2 separate regions of the Sus scrofa genome follow, and region 2 is linked to region 1. Evidence: chromatin contacts called from public HiChIP or PLAC-seq data. All regions are on one chromosome and are shown on one strand. Each heading gives the region's core, a stretch centred on a gene start, on an enhancer-like site or on the middle of the called end of the contact. The rest is flanking DNA. Distances are from core to core; before and after follow the strand shown. Region 1 holds the start of POLR3E (DNA-directed RNA polymerase III subunit RPC5). Region 2 holds the start of IGSF6 (immunoglobulin superfamily member 6).

Region 1 (4,593 bases), core at 1,180-3,679:
GGCTTCTGTTAAGCATTCGGTTGAGTACGTTTGGGTAGGCACAGAGCTGAATTGCTCCAGAATATTCTGGCAGAAATATCTTTAGCTGTATTTGAGCCATTATCATGCAATTGATGTTCTTTTTTTAAATTTAAACTTTATTTTTTGAGGGTCTTTGGTCCAATTGACCCAATAGCCTTAGCTTTAGCAGAAAAGAGGACTTCATTACCATGATAAAGGGATGTCTCTGAAGAACATGAAATCTCCTGGGCTCTGGGAAGAATCTTGAGATGGGAGCCACAACACCATCAGGATTTCTCTATGATCCTCTGCTCTTCTTCTCATTTTTATCATTCTTTTTACGTACACTGGCTTCCTCTGTTTCTCTAGTCCATCTCACAGAATACGGCCACCCCAACTCCCACTTTCTCCCTAGTTCCAGTCAATCTCAGAGACTAACTCCAACCCTTAACACAGTCAAAATAAATCAGGAACTCATCTTGTCTCAGTTCAGATTGAGAATCTGAATGACCCAACCCCCGTCCAATATTTACCATTGAGCCCCTGGGACATGGTGTGGAAGAAGGGACCAGAGCACAAAGGTGGCTGCCTGGGGACCGACTTTGGATAGACTCTGGGCTGGTCAGGCAATTCCTGGAAAAGAGGGATCAGGCAGAGATTCCCCCAATTGTCCTCCTTTTGGAAAACCCAGCGCACAAGTGAAAAACAAATACAGTCTCTCCTGATACTATAACATTCTGCCTGGATCAATGTTTTCCTTGATCTCAAGGACTATTCCTCATTTAGCTTTGATCCCTGCTCTGCTCTTTGTGCCTGCTCTGGTCTAGATAGATGGCTTTTTCTGTATTTTTTAAAAGATTCCTTTAACAAACTCTCCCAGGACAATGAAATCTTTGCATATCAATACTTAACATGAAGGGAGGAAAAAAAGGGTTGAAGAGGAACTGAAGAGAAGGAGGAATATGAACTGCCCAAATATTAGGGTGTGTGCCAACTGGATATTTACCAGAAACTTGAATTTAACAACTTAATATAAACAACGTAAATTCCATATTCATAGCATGGAATAAATTAGATCTACATCTGTCAAAAATAAATAGAAAAAACATAACTAGAGTAGAAAAGCAAGTGGCAGAATGATATAAGTACAATATAGTAAGGTTTACATAAATGAAAAGCAAAAAATCATAGTATATATTGTTCCTGGGTATATGTACACAGGGGTGGACAGGTGGATAGAAAAGTATGAGAAGTGGACTGGAAGGATACGCATCAAATTCATGACATTTGGGAAGAGGCTTTTATTTTTATTTGTAATAGTCCATTTTTATTTGTAATGGTCTAATATTTTTAATGGATTTTTTAAAGGACAACATATTCGTACTTTTAATAACAAAAGCATATAGGTAGGGAAAAAAGTATACATAGGAAAAAAATTGAAAGTGAAATGCCACAACGTTAGGTGGTGGGTGTATGGATAATTGTTTTTTCTTTGCGCTTTTTCTGTATTTTTAAATATCTATATATGTATCAACCTGGATAGATATTTAAGAAACATAGTGGGGTGAAAAAAGTCAGCTGCAGATAATCATAGTATAATAATATTTATATTCATGTAAAAATCCACAATGATAAAAACGAAACACTCTCCATGGATATATCTATCCATATGAATATATCCGTATATATCCATATAAATTCACAGCAAAAGATCCAGAAGGATACACAGTGTACTAAGTGGAGGGACTTCAATGGGGGACAAAGGTAAAAGAACATTGGTACTTCGTCTGAAAAATTTTAATATTTTGCAATAACCCACATAAAACTTGTGTAACTAAAAATGAAAACACCTGAGCTTTTAGAGAAAACGGCCCACTCGAAAATCCCCCTGGTTTGGCTTTTGGAGCCCCTGGCGCAGGTTACTGCTGAAGTCCATGATGTCTTCCGTGTGGGTTAATTTAGGGTCTCCGGGTTTAATGCCCACTAAGAATACAGATTCTTAAACTGCTTTTCATTCTAAGATCGGTTCGGAACAAGACTGGTCTAAATATTAGAGGAAATATTTTATTTTCTGTACCTGGTATATTCTAAATAGTTCTATTAAGATGAAGTAAAGCACTTAAGCGGAAGAAGAAACGTACACGCAAATGCACATAAACGTATGAAGTAGTTTTCTGGAAGGCACTTTGCATAACCGGGTAGCGTGGCCGAGCGGTCTAAGGCGCTGGATTAAGGCTCCAGTCTCTTCGGGGGCGTGGGTTCGAATCCCACCGCTGCCAAGGTCAATCTTTTGACGGTTTGCAGCTGTTTTGCGCCAGCATCAGCGCCCCCTGCTGCCGGGAAGGGCTGGCTCACCTCATGAATGGAGCGGCGGAGGGGGGCGGGTCCGCGTGCGCCGGGGCGGGGCATTGTGGGTAAAAGGAAGCGCGAGGGCTGGCCCTGCTCCCCCCACGTGTCCGCCCGAGTTTCTCCACCGGCAACATGGCCGCTGCCTGAGAGAAGAGCCGGGCCGCCGCCGCCTCTGCAGCCCGCGGGTACCTGGGCCGTTGCAGCCGCCCGCCTGCGGGCCCCGCGGAGAGGTGAGTGCCGAGTGGGCTGCGCCTGCCCGGGCTGGAGCCGGGCCGCACTCAGGAGGTGGGCCTGGGCTGGGCTGCGGAGTAGGCCGGGAGGCCCGCGCCGCGCGGTGCCCAGAGGCCGGGGGCCGCTCGGGACTCGGTGGGGGAAGGACGGGCAACCTGCCTCAGTCGACCTGGGCCGGCCGCGGGCTTCGACCTCGGCTGGGCCCGGTGGTTGGTGAGGCCGCGGCCGAGGCTGCCGGCGGTGACTCAGGGGCCAGCCGCCTTGCCCCGCCCGGCTCAGGCGGGCCTCCTTATGGGAGCACCTGTCCGAAGGCAGCCGGTGACCTGCCGGCGTGGCGGCTCGTAGCGATGGCTGCGTGGTGGGCGTGAGAAGGGGGCCTGACCACCCGCGAGGGAGGCGAAACCCATTGGACAGTGTGGCTCGGGGCCGGCGGCCCGCCCTGATGGGCAGGGGGAGGATACCCAGGCCCTCTCCTGGCTGCTGAACCAGAGCAGCCTCCGCGCGGCCAGGCCCGGATTTCTTCATTCATTTATTCCAGCCACCACTCAGGGCTAATTGAAAACCAACTACGGGCGGCTGATACAGCCCTGACCATTTGGTCGGAAGAGGTGTCAGTAAGCACGTCAAGTAAACCAGTAAATAAATAAACAAGGTCGCTCTGTTGTGTTAGCTTTAGAATCGTTGGGGCTTGGGGGCAGAAAGAGCTCTTAGCAAGCTTCACAATTTCTTTATCTGTGAAATGGGGATAACAGAATTCCCCACCTCATAGGGTTGTGGTGAGGACTAAGTAGGGTAAGGCGGGAGAAGCCCCAGCTTACAGCATTTTGATTCCTGGCTAGATCTCCTACCCTTTTATATTGGAAGAAAATGTGCCAAGTTGTAACAAACCTGTCCTTGGCTTACATTTATACCTTATTTAACCCTCACCACAGTCCTCTGAGGTCGGTACTTTTGTTATCCCCATTTTAGGGATGAAAATAACGAGCAGTCCTAAGATCAAACAGCTCCAGGTGGGACAAGGGTAGCGAGCAGCAGACCTGGGATTTGAACTTACAGAGTTCTGCCTCAGAGTCCATGCTCTTACCCACCGTACTATCCTGCTTTTTGTTAAAGATGCCTGCAGCATAGTAGTTAAGAACCAGAATAAGGATCTTTTGCCATCAGCTAGACCTAGGTTTGTGTCCTAGCTCTGCCGTTCTCCAGCACTGTGACCCTGGGGTAAGTTAACACTCTGAACTTTGTTTTCTGCTTTCTTAATTGGAGATGGTAAATCTTGATTTAAAGGGCTATTGAGCAGAGAAATGGGAATATGTATTTTAAGTTCTTGGAGAAGGGAGGGTCTGACTCTAGTTTTAAGAGGTAATTCTTCTAGCCCCTAGGCTATCCTTCCCTTGAATGGAAGTGGAAAGGGATGACCCAAAGAGGGGGGGAACGTGTGGAGGGGCACACAGCCAATAAGAACCCGGACCTTGAGACTATTTGCCCAGGGGCCTTTCCCCTTAACTCCGAAGCATCTTGTCCTCACCCTATCTCACTCCCTCTAGGAGCTGGAGATTATTTGCAGTCCCCTCTGCTTTTCAGTTTGGTGGACAGCATAGATGGATGCAGCTGGCTGGGGCCTTCAGGCTGCTCCTCTGCTCTGAACACCTCCTTAGCTCACCTGGCATTCTTGTCCCCTTTCCATTTGTCGAGCAAAACCCCTGATGGGGTCTGTTTTCTGTGCCCAGCACCATGGAGCCACAGCCACAGTGTCCCCTTGTGGCCACAAGTCACCCTGTGGAGGCCCAGGGGTTCACTCACTCCTGCTAGGGAAGCTTAGCTTGTGGTGGCCTGGGAGGACAGGCTACACCCCTATCCTCATGTGTCCAGGAGACCCAAGCCATGAGGCCACTAGTCTCTCAGTGGGGCTGAGCTAGACTCACTGGGTACAGGGTCTGTAGCTGCCTGACGTATGCGTTTTGTGTACTGTATTGAGTGATAATTTTATGCCAGGTCCTGTTCTACATATTGGGA
Region 2 (4,557 bases), core at 982-3,481, 210 kb after region 1:
CCAGGTCCCCCATCCAGCATTCCTTCCAGCACATCATGCTGCTTCTGTGTCACAGGTGGGGTCCCTGCCTGGGGGCCTCCTAATCCCAGGCCTGTGAAGCTCAGGGGTTTATAAATGGGAGGACCTGCCCTCAATCCTTTCTGGGGCAAGGGAGGCTGTATGGGAGATAGTACTGGTTGAGACCCATTGGGATTTTTGTAGGTTCTTGGTATGACTCTGCCTGCTTGTACGTTTCCACGTGATCTTCTTTGTCTGACTTGGTCCTTTGCTCCTGCAAACACAGCGGAAGAGTCATTCAGGTGGTCTGAGGCTTAAGTTTCCACTGGATTTTTCTGATGGGTCTCTAGCCAGAACAGAAGAAATTAAAACTAGACTCCTGCCATTTGCGATGCCAATCTGTTCTCGCCGTGGTTTCATTTTAGTATTTGTACAATTTGGAGAAGAGCTGGGTGCTTTTGAGCGACCTGATCAATAGACTCCAGATGAGAGGATAGTCACCTGGAGAAGACCAGGCTTTTCACATCTTCAGGAGCTTAGCTTAGCTGATAAATGCGACCGCACGGCTCCCTCGAAGACTCGGCTCCTTAGAAGTGGAGATAGACTTTCCAAGCAAGGTGTGGTGCTCAGTACCTACCGGGGAAATGGGAGAGGGCCTGCCAGGATGCGACCGACAGCGTTCCCCAGCAGTGTCCCCGCCTCAGATCCTCTGTCACAGAGTTTTTAAAGGGGAAGCTGCTGCCTTTCAACACTCTTCTCCGAGAATGTGTGCTCCAGGGTAAACGCAATATTTGCAACTTTGGAGTTTTCCTGTCTCTGCTCTTTTCTGACTGCTGTGCCTTAGAGCCCAGAGAAGACCCAGAGGCCATCCGTGGTTTTCCTGTGAGAGCACGGGAGTGGGGACACCTCCCCCACTCCAGTGAAGCAATGCCCCAGAGCAAAGGGGAAGCTCAGGGGACATGTCACCCCACAGCCGCTCCGGACAATTTCTCTTTAAGAACTCTCATGTTCTGCAGGAATTTTTTTTTTTTCTTCCCCTAAACACAATACCCTCTGAAAAGGTTGTTTATCTCCTTGGTGGAGGGAATAAAAAAAGTTACTGTTTTTGAAGACCAAGCTAGAAAATATCTAGAAAACAAATGTTTGACACTTTCTAAAAGAAGCCTTTAAGGGAAATTTGGAACACAAGGCGGTGGTTGGCCAGCGCAGTGCCTTCTCTGCCATCCCCGACTGCACCCCAGGGTTTCAGCTCTTCTTCCTACTTGTTCCTTCACCTCGTGTCCTTTTAGGGAAAATTCCAGATATTTTATCTGCACATGGTTCAGAATATCATCTTTAAGAGCTAAGGATTCTTCCTTAAAATCATACTGACATAGTTTATAAATGTATTATCTTCTTTCTAGGAAAAAAAGACTATTACTGAAAGTAGAAGCAAAAAAATCACCCGTGGTCCCTTCACCTCTCCACCACTGTGAAGATTTCAATATATTTCTGTACAGATGAGAAAAAAAATAACTCGAAGGGATTTTTCTCCTTTCCCTACCCTATGATCTAAACTTTGTGAGCAACTTTGAGCTTATTAGATTTATTAGACCTAAGATGAGATTATTAGCACCGTGACATAGGAAACACTTTCTTTATCAGAGAGAAAAAGCCAGGTACAGGCAGCCGTATATTTTGGGAAGATTTTTCTTCAAGTAAGGAGCCATTTTTTTTTGTTTTTAAATGGCAAGTACTCTAATTTATAGAAATTCAGCTTTTCTGAAACACCAATCTTTAAAAATAATTCGGTAGCGTGTCGAGTGACTTTACCGGTACGGGAACTAAATTGTTGCTGACAAACGTGACTGTATGAATGTTTCAGCCCTTTGTCTGGAGAGAGATCTGCCTGCTCTAAAAGCAGCATCACAGCAAAGGGGATTTTGAATGTTAGCATGAACCGTTTTCTCAGCTCTTATTTTATGACCCATTTCTCTGGAAACAAGAAATTGATCACCTTAGACAATTTCCATAATGCCATACATTTAACAATTCATCCGTAGGGGCTTGAAATAAAAATGAATCTGGCTAACAACAGCAATGGATTTAAATGAAACGGAGGAGAAAGAAAGAGAACCTTACCGACACACAATAGAACCAGACTGATTTCCAGACCGAGAGTGATGGTGCCTCCGTTCACAGTGGCCATCTCTGTGTGTGTGCGTGTGTGTGTGTGTGTGTGTGTGTGTGTGTGAATGTGTGTGAGTGTGAGTGTGTGAGGTGGGGGAGTGTTTAAAGAGCCTTGGCTGCCACTGCTGCTGCTTTTTTTAGAAAGGAAGAAGGAGGAGAGAGGAACTGTTATTAAGGAACCATAATCAGGAACTTTTTGAAATTGTGTAACAATTGTTGGTAACCTAGTTTCACCATTTAAAATGGAGATTTTTTTTTTTAAGCCTCCAGCACATTTCTGAATGTTCATGGGGTCCCTTTTTCTTGGGTTTTGCAAATCCTCGAAAGTGTTCCATGTGGCGAGTGAGCTTTTGTTTTAGAGGTGGTGCCTATTCCCAGGAAGTAGTCTTCCACCGGTAATTTGTCCTGTCCATTTCCAGGCTAGTTCAGTTGTGGGCTGACTTGAAAAAGGGAATTTATTGCAAGGATTTGGGGGTAGCTTGGAGAGTCATTGGGAAGACTGGAGACACGTGTATGGGTCTACAGGCAAGAAAATTGCTCTTAGACATGCTGTAAAACCTATCTGGGGGGTTCCCGCTGTGGCTCAGGGGTAATGAATCTGACCAGTATCCCTGAGGATGCGGGTTCGATCCCTGACCTCCCTCAGTGGGTTAACGATCCAGTGTTGCCGTGAGCTGTGGTGTAGGTCACAGATGTGGTTTGGATCCCGTGTGGCTGTGGCTGTGGCATAGGCTGGCAGCTGTAGCTCCAGTTCGGCCCCTAGCCTGGGGACTTCTATGATGCCTTGGTTGCGGCCCTAAAAAGCAAAAAAACCCACCTGATCTGAAGAGCACACTGCTGCCCCCAAGCACTTGATGCTGCAGCATGGACCAAAGCCTGTCAGTACTGCTCAGCGCTGCCCCAGCCTCCTGGTCTAACACCACTGCTCCGCCTCCCTGGAGAACAAACCTCGAGTCCCCACTTGGGGTTGTTAGCTTTTCCTTCCAGGTCTCAGGCGATTGTGTGTGAACTTAGGTCATGTTCCAGTGCCTTAGCTGCAAGAAAGGCGGGGAAAGCTGCTTCCCCAGGCGGTGCCTCCCTCTAGGAAGAGGGGTGCTGGGCCACCGAAAAGCACGCAAAATCTTTCCACTGTAGTGTTTGTACTCTTGGCACCTGTTGATTATATATTTGTCTCATTTACTGAAAGCTATCCTCCTCAGTCTGAATTTAGTAACATTTTTTTTTGTCTTTAGCCTTTTCTAGGGCCGCTTCCTGTGGCATATGGAGGTTCCCAGGCTAGGGGTCGAATTGGAGCTGTAGCCACCGGCCTACGCCAGAGCCACAGCAACACGGGATCCGAGCCGCGTCTGCAACCTACACCACAGCTCACGGCAACACCGGATCGTTAACCCACTGAGCAAGGCCAGGGATCGAATCCGCAACCTCATGGTTCCTAGTCGGATTCGTTAACCACTGCGCCACAATGGGAACTCCTAGTAACACTTTTAATATTATTGTGTATTGTTTACATCATCAGAGCATCTGTAAGCACCTCCAGATTTATATATAACACAGTGTGTGTCCTAGTATTTCCAAGAAATACTAGGTTGATTCATCCACTATAGTGTGTTAACCCCTCTCTAGTTCTGGAGCTTCACATTTGTGAAATTGTTCGGAAAAGTTAGAAAGTGGGATTGAGCGCCTTTGAACAACACACTGAATGATGTTTTTATAAATTAAAATCCTTTGCTAGCCTGCTTTTATTTTCAGCCTGATAAACCTCTCTAGTTAATTTGTTGCATAATTTAACATGAGTGGCATTTTCGTGGGTTTATCCAAAACCCGCTTTGAAATTTTGTTACTCTCTGCTTCAGGTTTGCAGTCTTTAATGAGCAGTTTTCCAACCACATTAACCCTTGCTCCCCAGTCAGTCTAAAGGAGGGTGATTCCTGAAACTGTCAGAGAAATTGTGGGCTTTGGATCCAGTTAAACCAGGGTTCGCATTTCTTTTTTTCTCTCTTTTTTTAGGGCCGCACTCGCGGCATATGGAGATTCCCAGGCTAGGGCTCCACTCGGAGCTACAGCTGCCGCCTACACGACAGCAACATCAGATCCGAGCCAAGTCTATGACCTACACCATAGCTCACGGCAACGCTGGATCCTTAACCTACTGAGCGAAGCCAGGGATTGAACCCACAACCTCATGGTTCCTAGTCGGATTCATTTCCGCTGCGCCACGACGGGAACTGTAGGGTTTGTATCTCTGCTTCCCCTTTATTAACCTTTCAGGTGTGGGTTCTTCATTCCTCCTAAGCGTGGACTTCCTCTCTCTGTCCTCCTCCTGCTGGGGTACCTGGGAGATAATCCGTCAAAGCACCCAGTTCTTGGCACACACCAAATCCTTGGGCCGAT

What was found. HiChIP or PLAC-seq counts read pairs in DNA pulled down with a chosen protein or histone mark.
Region 2: a contact with region 1 is called in an H3K27ac HiChIP or PLAC-seq map of alveolar macrophages. The contact joins the promoter of IGSF6 here to the promoter of POLR3E in region 1. A contact is called at or near these places in 1 of 5 promoter capture datasets (liver), 4 of 47 Hi-C or Micro-C datasets (alveolar macrophages, embryonic fibroblasts, epiblast stem cells and 1 more) and 1 of 2 datasets of contacts at active chromatin or transcription factors (alveolar macrophages).

What each region holds. Positions count from the first base shown.
Region 1 is chr3:23,878,467-23,883,059 of Sscrofa11.1, reverse strand. It overlaps POLR3E (DNA-directed RNA polymerase III subunit RPC5), which reads left to right and starts at 2,429. Exons shown (of 21, transcript XM_021086481.1): 1 at 2,429-2,579. TRNAL-AAG (a tRNA gene) reads left to right here and starts at 2,198; the gene lies at 2,198-2,279.
Region 2 is chr3:23,670,836-23,675,392 of Sscrofa11.1, reverse strand. IGSF6 (immunoglobulin superfamily member 6) reads right to left here and starts at 2,231. Exons shown (of 6, transcript NM_001243387.1): 1 at 2,119-2,231. The coding sequence starts at 2,185. The region is part of intron 4 of METTL9 (methyltransferase like 9); the gene reads left to right.